2 separate regions of the Anas platyrhynchos genome follow, and region 1 is linked to region 2. The links are chromatin contacts, called in public Hi-C maps. All regions are on one chromosome and are shown on one strand. The core of a region is the stretch at or near the end of the contact, and the rest is flanking DNA. Distances in the headings are between cores, read along the strand shown. Region 1 holds the start of LOC101794354 (DNA-directed RNA polymerases I and III subunit RPAC2). Region 2 holds the start of LOC101792295 (ras-related GTP-binding protein A).

The links. Hi-C and Micro-C count contacts between places; a contact is called where the count stands out from the background.
Region 1: a contact with region 2 is called in a Hi-C map of skeletal muscle, with 2.7 times the contacts expected there. The contact joins the promoter of LOC101794354 here to the promoter of LOC101792295 in region 2. A contact is called at or near these places in 2 of 8 Hi-C or Micro-C datasets (liver and skeletal muscle).

The regions. Positions count from the first base shown.
Region 1 is chr10:8,279,799-8,283,639 of IASCAAS_PekinDuck_T2T, reverse strand. It overlaps LOC101794354 (DNA-directed RNA polymerases I and III subunit RPAC2), which reads right to left and starts at 2,586. Exons shown (of 5, transcript XM_038184089.2): 1 at 2,435-2,586; 2 at 2,251-2,348; 3 at 1,766-1,842; 4 at 698-780; 5 at 1-152. The coding sequence starts at 2,530. The coding sequence ends at 105. It overlaps VAMP7 (vesicle associated membrane protein 7), which reads left to right and starts at 2,578. Exons shown (of 8, transcript XM_027456368.3): 1 at 2,578-2,684.
Region 2 is chr10:7,972,305-7,975,950 of IASCAAS_PekinDuck_T2T, reverse strand. LOC101792295 (ras-related GTP-binding protein A) reads right to left here and starts at 1,442. Exons shown (of 9, transcript XM_038184580.2): 1 at 1,256-1,442; 2 at 1,004-1,103; 3 at 65-131. The coding sequence starts at 1,282. TRNAE-UUC (transfer RNA glutamic acid (anticodon UUC)) reads left to right here and starts at 1,643; the gene lies at 1,643-1,714.

The sequences.
Region 1 (3,841 bases), core at 1,337-3,836, 310 kb before region 2:
ATACGTATTTGCAGCAAAGTAGTCATAAAAAAAAGCACCTCTTGACACAGGGAATTGGACACACAGACATTACACACATCCACGGGGACTGCCAGCCCCGATTGCTACTGCATCTCTTCCTCCTTCTGGGCTCTGTATTCCTTCATGCTTTTCTGCAAACAAGAACAAAGGATAAAGGTTAACAGCACGCATCTGAGCAACTCACACATCTCTGCCCCTGCCCCACTCTGTGCTGTGACTTCTCTGCCCAGCCCCTGGGAAGGCTGCAGGACCCAAAATGCCCTGACAAAATGGTCCAGGTGCTTTCAGAAGCAACTGAGCCCTGCCCCTGTGCCCAGCTGCAGGAGCGCACCCTACAGAGAAGCTGTGCAGGCGCTGGCATCATCCTGCTGGAGACCCTGAGGCTGCCCCTTTCCTTGGAGGGGACAATCCAGCACGCTGGGAGGACGCAGCAGCTGCAGCTCCACCTCTCAGCCTCTCTGGTGCTAAAACACACACAGCAGAGGAAGCGCTCAGAGGTGCACAGCCCACAGACTTGGAAACCCACAGTCCAACCAAGGTCAGGCAGAAAATGTCTGAAAAAAATACATTTTTTTGTGTGTCAAAAGTGCCTACAACATAGTTCTCAGCCCCCTCCTTTCCCCTCTGAGACCAAGAGACAGAAAACGCTCCCCAGCTCTTCAGGCAACAATCTCACCTCAAAGGTGTTGAGCACGTGCTGGCAAACTCCCATCAGGTCAGTCAGCCCCTTCCGGAACGGCTCGACAGCAGGGAGAGACCCTGGAGGAAAGAAAATGCAGTAGTGAAAGGGGGGGTGGCTGAGGACCTCTCCCTCATCACTGCAAGGCAGCGCAGCTCTCACCGAGTCCCTGTGATGGGGAGAGGCTCTCACACAGCACCCAGAAACGTGCCCGCACCCTCCTGCCTCACAGCCCAGCCCAGCAGCCTGAAACCTGACCTCAGAGAGGTGGTCTGCGCCGTGCAGGAGCAGCAGACACTTACCCTGCGGTCAGTCCCATGAGGAAGAGGTTGTTTTGGCAAGGCTAGACTGAGCAGGAATTAATTTTTAAGAAATTAAAGAGTCAGCAAGCGCAGACTGACTGCTTTGCTTCCAGGAACTGGCTTCTACGGATCCGATGCTCAAGGGAACAGCCCCATGGGGAAGGAATGAAACAACAACACCCCTCCAGGCAGCAGGCAAAGCTGCTGGGTTGGGGTGCTGGGAGCAATGAGCGAGTGCCAGAGGCTCAGAGCTGTCAGTGCTACCTACTACCAGGGGATAAAGTCCTCTTTGGCAGGCAAGCCAGTGGGATAGCTCAGACAGGGGAAGTTTTTCAAGAGAGCCTCATCCCATAGCTGGCAGGGAGAGGGAGGAAGGAGCTATCCTGCAGCAGCCAGGTATGTCAGCTCTGTTTCCAAACCCCACGCTGATTTACAGATGATCAGCCCCGACAGGGAGCAGCAGATCTGTTTCATCCTTTTGCTGCCATTCAGGGCCTGCTGCCAGCCAACCCAGACACCTGGGCCACAGGTTCCTCAGGCAGGATGCTGCTCAGCTCCGCAGCTGGGAAACACGAGCTGCAGTATAAAGCTCAGGGCGGCCTCCCCAGCTGAGCAACAGGGCACAGCAGTTGCAGATGGCTGGCAGAGAAACGAGAGGAAAGTGCTGCTCTTTGTTAGAACAACCCAGGGCCGAAACCTGACCCAAGCAGGGGGAATTTCCCCCAGAAGAACCCCAGACATAAAGAGAACCCAGTGTCCGTACCTCTGGTCTGGATGCGGAAGTTGATCTTGCTTTCCGAGGGGTGGGTGATGCAGTAGCCACAGAACTGCACGTCGGGGCTGCAGGAGGAGAGAGAAGAGAGCAGTGAGGGCCAGGCCTGCCCACGGCACAGCTCGGGGAAGCCAGAGGCTCGGGCCAGCCAGACCTGCTGGGGTTGACAGAACCAGGGTCTCACAGCAGGGGTACGCTGACGGGGAGCAGCCTGTGTGACTTTATTCGTGTTCTCCACCTCGCTGCAGCTTTGCAAAGGAAAAAGGCGCCCAGGCACCAGCCTCGCACCACGGCCAGAGGAGTTTTAACTTTTAACCTTTGCCATATCAGACGTTAAACTTCTCCCACAGCTAACCACGGAGGAGCAGAGAGAGGCAGCCGTTACCCAAGGGCCAGCGAGCTGGGGGCCATAAACAAGGCAGAGCCACCCCCAGAGCCCCCCAAACCCCCCCATCGCCCCCCACCCCCCCACTCACTTCTTCATCACCATGTACCGCAGGGAGTTGCCCAGCGTGTGGTCCTCGTCGTGCAGCACGAAGGTGACGCAGCTCCCGTCCGTCCCATCCGCCTGCACCTGCCGCAAACGAGGTAAAAAAGGAGGTGAAGCCCAGTTGGGGTGTGGGGGGGGTGCCGGGGAGCCCCCGCCGCGCCGCCCCTCACCATCTCCAGCGCCGCCTTCCTCTCGCCCTCCTCCGCCATGTTGCGCCGCCGGACTACAACTCCCAGCGTGCCCCGCGCTGGGCTAGGGAGAGCCATCCAGGACTACACGGTGGGACTACAACTCCCAGCGTGCCCCGCGCGGCAGGAGGGCCTAACGGGGGCGCCGCCACCCGCGGGACTACAACTCCCAGCGGGCACCGCGCCGCAGACCGGAAGCGCGTCGTGGCGGGGCGGAGGAGCCGGGCGGGCGGTGAGCGGCGGGGCCGTGAGGGGCCGTGAGGGGAGGGGGGCGCGGGGGGGGCTCCTGTACCCCGAGGGGGGTTATTTTTGATTTTTTTGAGGAAAATTCATATGTTCTCTGCCTGGTAGGCGCTGCCTCACGGCGCTGGAGGGGCCTGGAGCGGCTGCGCGGCCGTGAGGGGCTGCTCGTGCCTCTGTGGTGATAACCGCAGTTACCCAAGGGTTTAATCGCTGCCTGCCCGCTCAGCTCTGTGGTGATTTTTTTTGTTGTTTTCGCCCCGGCTCCTTCAGGTGGAGGCAGCGGCTCCTGCAGGACGCCCCCAGGCAGCTCCAGCCCCCGTGGGCCCCGTCTGCAGGTGGGTGGCTCCGGCCCCGCGTTGCAGGCCTGTGGTGGTGCGGCCTGAGGGGCTGAGGGGGGCCCTGGGGGGGTTGAGGGAGGCTCCCTGAGGCAGCAAAATGTTTTGGGACCTGCCACTGCTGTGCCTGCTGTCACACAGGCAGCGTGTGGCTGATGCAGCAGGTCAAGGCTGGCTTAAAGTGATGGATGCGCCAGCTTGGCCCACCTGGGGCAGGATTTTGGGGAGCTCCAGGCTGGGGGCAGCCCCTCTGGGGGCAGCTCTCTGTGCACAGGCGGCCCTAAAGCCCTCTGGGTGAGCTGTGATATGGCAGGCAGGGAGGAAATGCTGTGGTCAGGCGTGTGAGAGGCTGGCAAATGGCTGGGTGCTCTGCTCGTCATATGATGTGCTGCCTGCCCGCTGAGCTCGGGGGAGCGATGTGAGGAAGGACGGGGCGCTTTGGAAGCGGGTTTTGAAGCTGCTGTAAAGCACCTGGAGCAGTGGGGTGGGGGCAGCGCTGAAATGTGAACACTGGGAGGGTCCCTGCCTCAAACGGGGCTTTGACGTGAGTGCTTGAGGTAAGCTCTTAGGCTCCAGTGAGTGGCTGCTCGGATACATTTGGTTTGATGGCGATTCTTTTCCTCCCTAAGCCTGTCAGTCGCTTTCTGAGCCCGTGGGAACTGTTCTGCTCCTCAGTGTGGTGTGGGAATGAGCTCCGGAGGATGCGCTGTGGGAACAGCCGCTTCCTTCTGTGGGACCTGTCCTTGAACTTCTCAGTTTTGTGTTAGAAACGGCGAGCAGTCACAGTTTTCTTCTCCGTTTGTATATTCTG
Region 2 (3,646 bases), core at 193-2,692:
CACCCCCACCCCGTTGACAGCACCAGCCCCCAGCAGCGCCAAAAGCAGCAATCCAAGCACCTACCCTCCACAGTCCCAGAGGTTTAACACCAGGTTTCCGAGGAACCTGACGTGGGAGTGCTCCACATCGACTGCAAAGAGACAAGGAGCAGGTTACCGACTGCCCTGCGCACCCAGACCACAGCCACCTCCTCGGGCAGCTCTTTGCCGTTCAGCTCAGGGTTATTAGAGCTCCGTCTGAACAGCACCGGGTGTAAATCCAGCTCCTGAGCAACCCAAGCCCTCCTGCCCGCCAGCCAGGCCGCCGCTGTGCTGTGGCAGGTGGCTCCCCCATCCCGACACCCACTGACCTCTGCGATATTTGAAGTACGGCACTAGCCCCAGCACGTTCTGCGAGGGCTTAAACCAGCCTTAAAAACACACAAACAGCGTAAACTTCAAGAGCCCACACCTACAGCAACACGGGGGCATGCGCCAGTCAGACATCAAGTCCTCCCGGAGCAATTGGAGGCTGTTGCAGGGGGCTTTCCACTCAGTGCTTTTTTTTTTTTTTTTTACACTGGTGGCTTTGGCAAAAAATAGAGGCTCGTTAAGACTGGTGCCTCCCCCTGCCACAACCACGGCACACAGCAACATCACCGTGCCTCCCTCTGGGCTCACGAGCAGCACGCTAAGGACAGGGAGGCCTCAGCACCAGGAAGAACGAGGAGGCGGCTCCGGGCACACCTCTGACAGCAGGTGCAGCAGCACCAGAGGCTGCTCCCTGATCGCCCCCCCCAAAAAAAAAAGGAAGGCTAAAAGTCCAGGCAGGACTGGACGCAGCGCTCAGGGCTCCTTCCCCTTTTGCTCCAACCTCATCCAAACCACGCAGCGAAGGTTGCCATGAGGAGGAAGCCCCCAGCTGCTGCTGGCACAGGCCGGGAGCGGCAGGGAGCAGCCCCCCCCTGTGACCCACAGCGCCTGCACCCCGGGGGCCCCCCGGCTGCCCCAGGAGAAGCCTTACTGGTGGCGCCCAGCCGGCGGGTGTCCCTGGCGATGTAGTTGGCGAAGATGATGGACCTCATGCTGGTCTTCCCCGAGCCGCTCTTACCCATCAGCAGCACCTGGAGGGGGGGGGGGACAAAAACAAAGAGCCGGGGTCAGCACCGAGCCCCGCACCCCCCCCCCCCATCACCCCCCCCCGCTGTCCCCTCACAGCGCCCCCAGGGCCCGGCCTGACAGGGCCCAGCCCCCCCCCACCCCCTCCCCCCCTCACCTTCTTCTTCATGGCGGCGCTCGGCATCCCCCAGCCGCGGGCACAGCACGGCGGCGCTCCGCGGGCCTTCCTCAGCCCTTCCTCAGCCTTTACTCCGGGTTTACTCCCGCTTTACTCCGTCCTTACGCCCCCCCCGCCCCCCCCCCGCCGCGCTCACGGGACCCAGCGCTCGGCGGCCGCCGCCGGTCACGTGAGCGCGCGCCCCGCCCCACCACGTGACGCCGCCAGAGGGGGGCGGGGAGGGAGGGGCGCGGAGTGAAGCGCGCGGCGCCATCTTGGCTGCGGGCAGCCCTCACTGAGGGGGGGGAAGCGGCCTGCAGGGGGCGCCGCGGGGCCGGGAGCGCTGCGCGGGGCTTGGGGCGGGCGGGGTGAAGCGCACACAGCGCCTCCCATATGGTCTAGCGGTTAGGATTCCTGGTTTTCACCCAGGCGGCCCGGGTTCGACTCCCGGTATGGGAAGGAGGAGAAATTTTTGTTCGTCCTCCGCTTTTGGGCCCTGAGGGGGCTGAGGGGGGGGCCCGCAGCCGGAGCAGGCACTGGGGGAGGCGGGAAGCGAGCCCCGAGCGGGGCGCTGAGGCAGAAGCTGAGGCAGAGCCCGCCCAGCGCGGCCCATAAAGGCCCTGGGGCCCCGCAGCCGCCCCCGCCTCCACCACCCGGCCCCGGCAGCGCCCTGAGGGGCCCGGCCCAGCCCCCGGCCCCGCGCAGGCTTTTAGGGGGGCCTGAGGCGCTGTGCGCATGCGCACTGCTCCCCACTACACACACGCACGCAATGCGCATGCGCCGCCACCGTGCGTCGCCCGCTCTGTGGCATGAGGCAGCACGCATGCGCACAGCCCCCTCCGCCGCGGGGCGCTGAGCACGCGCCGTGCCCTGCTCCGGGCAGGACGCAGGGCGCATGCGCGGCGCAGTGCGGGCGCGTCACCGCCCCGGCGCCTTGCCCGGCGGTGCGCCAAGGAGTGCGCCCACAGGGTCGGGCAGCGCGCATGCGCAGTGGCAGCGGCGGGAGGCGCTGGGCGCCCCCGTGTGGCGGCGGGGCGCCATGGCGCTGCCAAACCCCAATGAGCGCCACAGCCCCTGCCCTGACACTGACCGGCCCCACAATAAACTGTACCCGAGTTCAACATCTAAACGTCTTTTAAAGCCCTCCAGGGATGGTGACTCCACCACTTCCCTGGGCAGCCCATCCCAATGCCTCACAACCTCTCAGTAAAGAAGTTCTTCCTAATACCCAACCTAAAACTCCCCTGGTGCCACTTCAGCCCATTCCCCCTCATCCTGTCACCAGGCACATGAGAGAACAGACCAACCCCCACCTCACTATAACCTCCTTTAATTACTTATAAAGAGCGCTGAGGTCGCCCCTGAGGCTCCCAGCCCTTGCACTGATCCGGTGGTGGCAGCCAGCCCCATAGCTTGGTTCCCTGATGCTTGTTGGGGTTGAAGCTCCACCTTCCTTCCTGAGGAACAAAGACAGCCAGACAACCCCAAAATGCTTCACGGGCCGCACAGCACCAGTTCTTACTTGTGTAATTGCTACCGTTGTGCCATGGTGACCCCGGGCGAGTCAGGCACCAACACTGAGGAAATGTCTGCCCGGGGTCTCTGCCGCGCTGTGTTAGGGCAGGAGGCACCGTCTGAAGCTGCCCTGTGGCCACGCTCACAGCATCGCACTCCCAGCACACGAAGGCAGCTTCGTGCTCGCAAGCTTTCAATCTGAAAAGCCCCTTCAGTTCCTCCCATCAAAGGAAAAAAAAAACACAAATAGGATTAGCTGCGTGAATCGGGATTACTCGCAGAAGAGCATTCAGGGCATTTGTGTCTTAACAAGTGTGGAGGAAATCAGAAACTAATGAATTCAGGAGCGTCGCTACCAGCGTGGCCCCATTCCTGTTTCAGCTGCTTGGCCGAAGGAGAGGCACGGTGTGAGGAATGGGCTCTGAGGACAGACACGCTGCTGCAGTGCCATCCCTGTGCTCAGCAGCTGTCACTCTCTCTACACACACATCGATTCGGAGCCCAACAGGGTGATCAAACTCCTAAAAAGAGAAAGCTTCCCTGGCCTTTACATTTCCTCCCACTGACACTCATAGCCCCTGCAGAAAGCCCTCCGAGCGTTTCTGGGCTCTCAGCATGTACTAAAAAAGAAGAGGGAAAAAAAAAAGGAAAGAAAAAAGTCAGACAATAAATATTTGCCTCGGCCCAGCATCAGCTCTCCGGCCGGAGCGCTGGGATGAATGGCTGCTGGCAGGCTACACGGCGTAGCTGGAGCAAGTGCTTCAGGAAGACGGAGAGCCCCAGCCGGCTCCGAGACATAATTCACGCCAGATGCTGGTGCTCTGGGTTCTCTTTCCCTCCCCCGGTGGGATAATGATCCTGATTTATTAGTGAAGG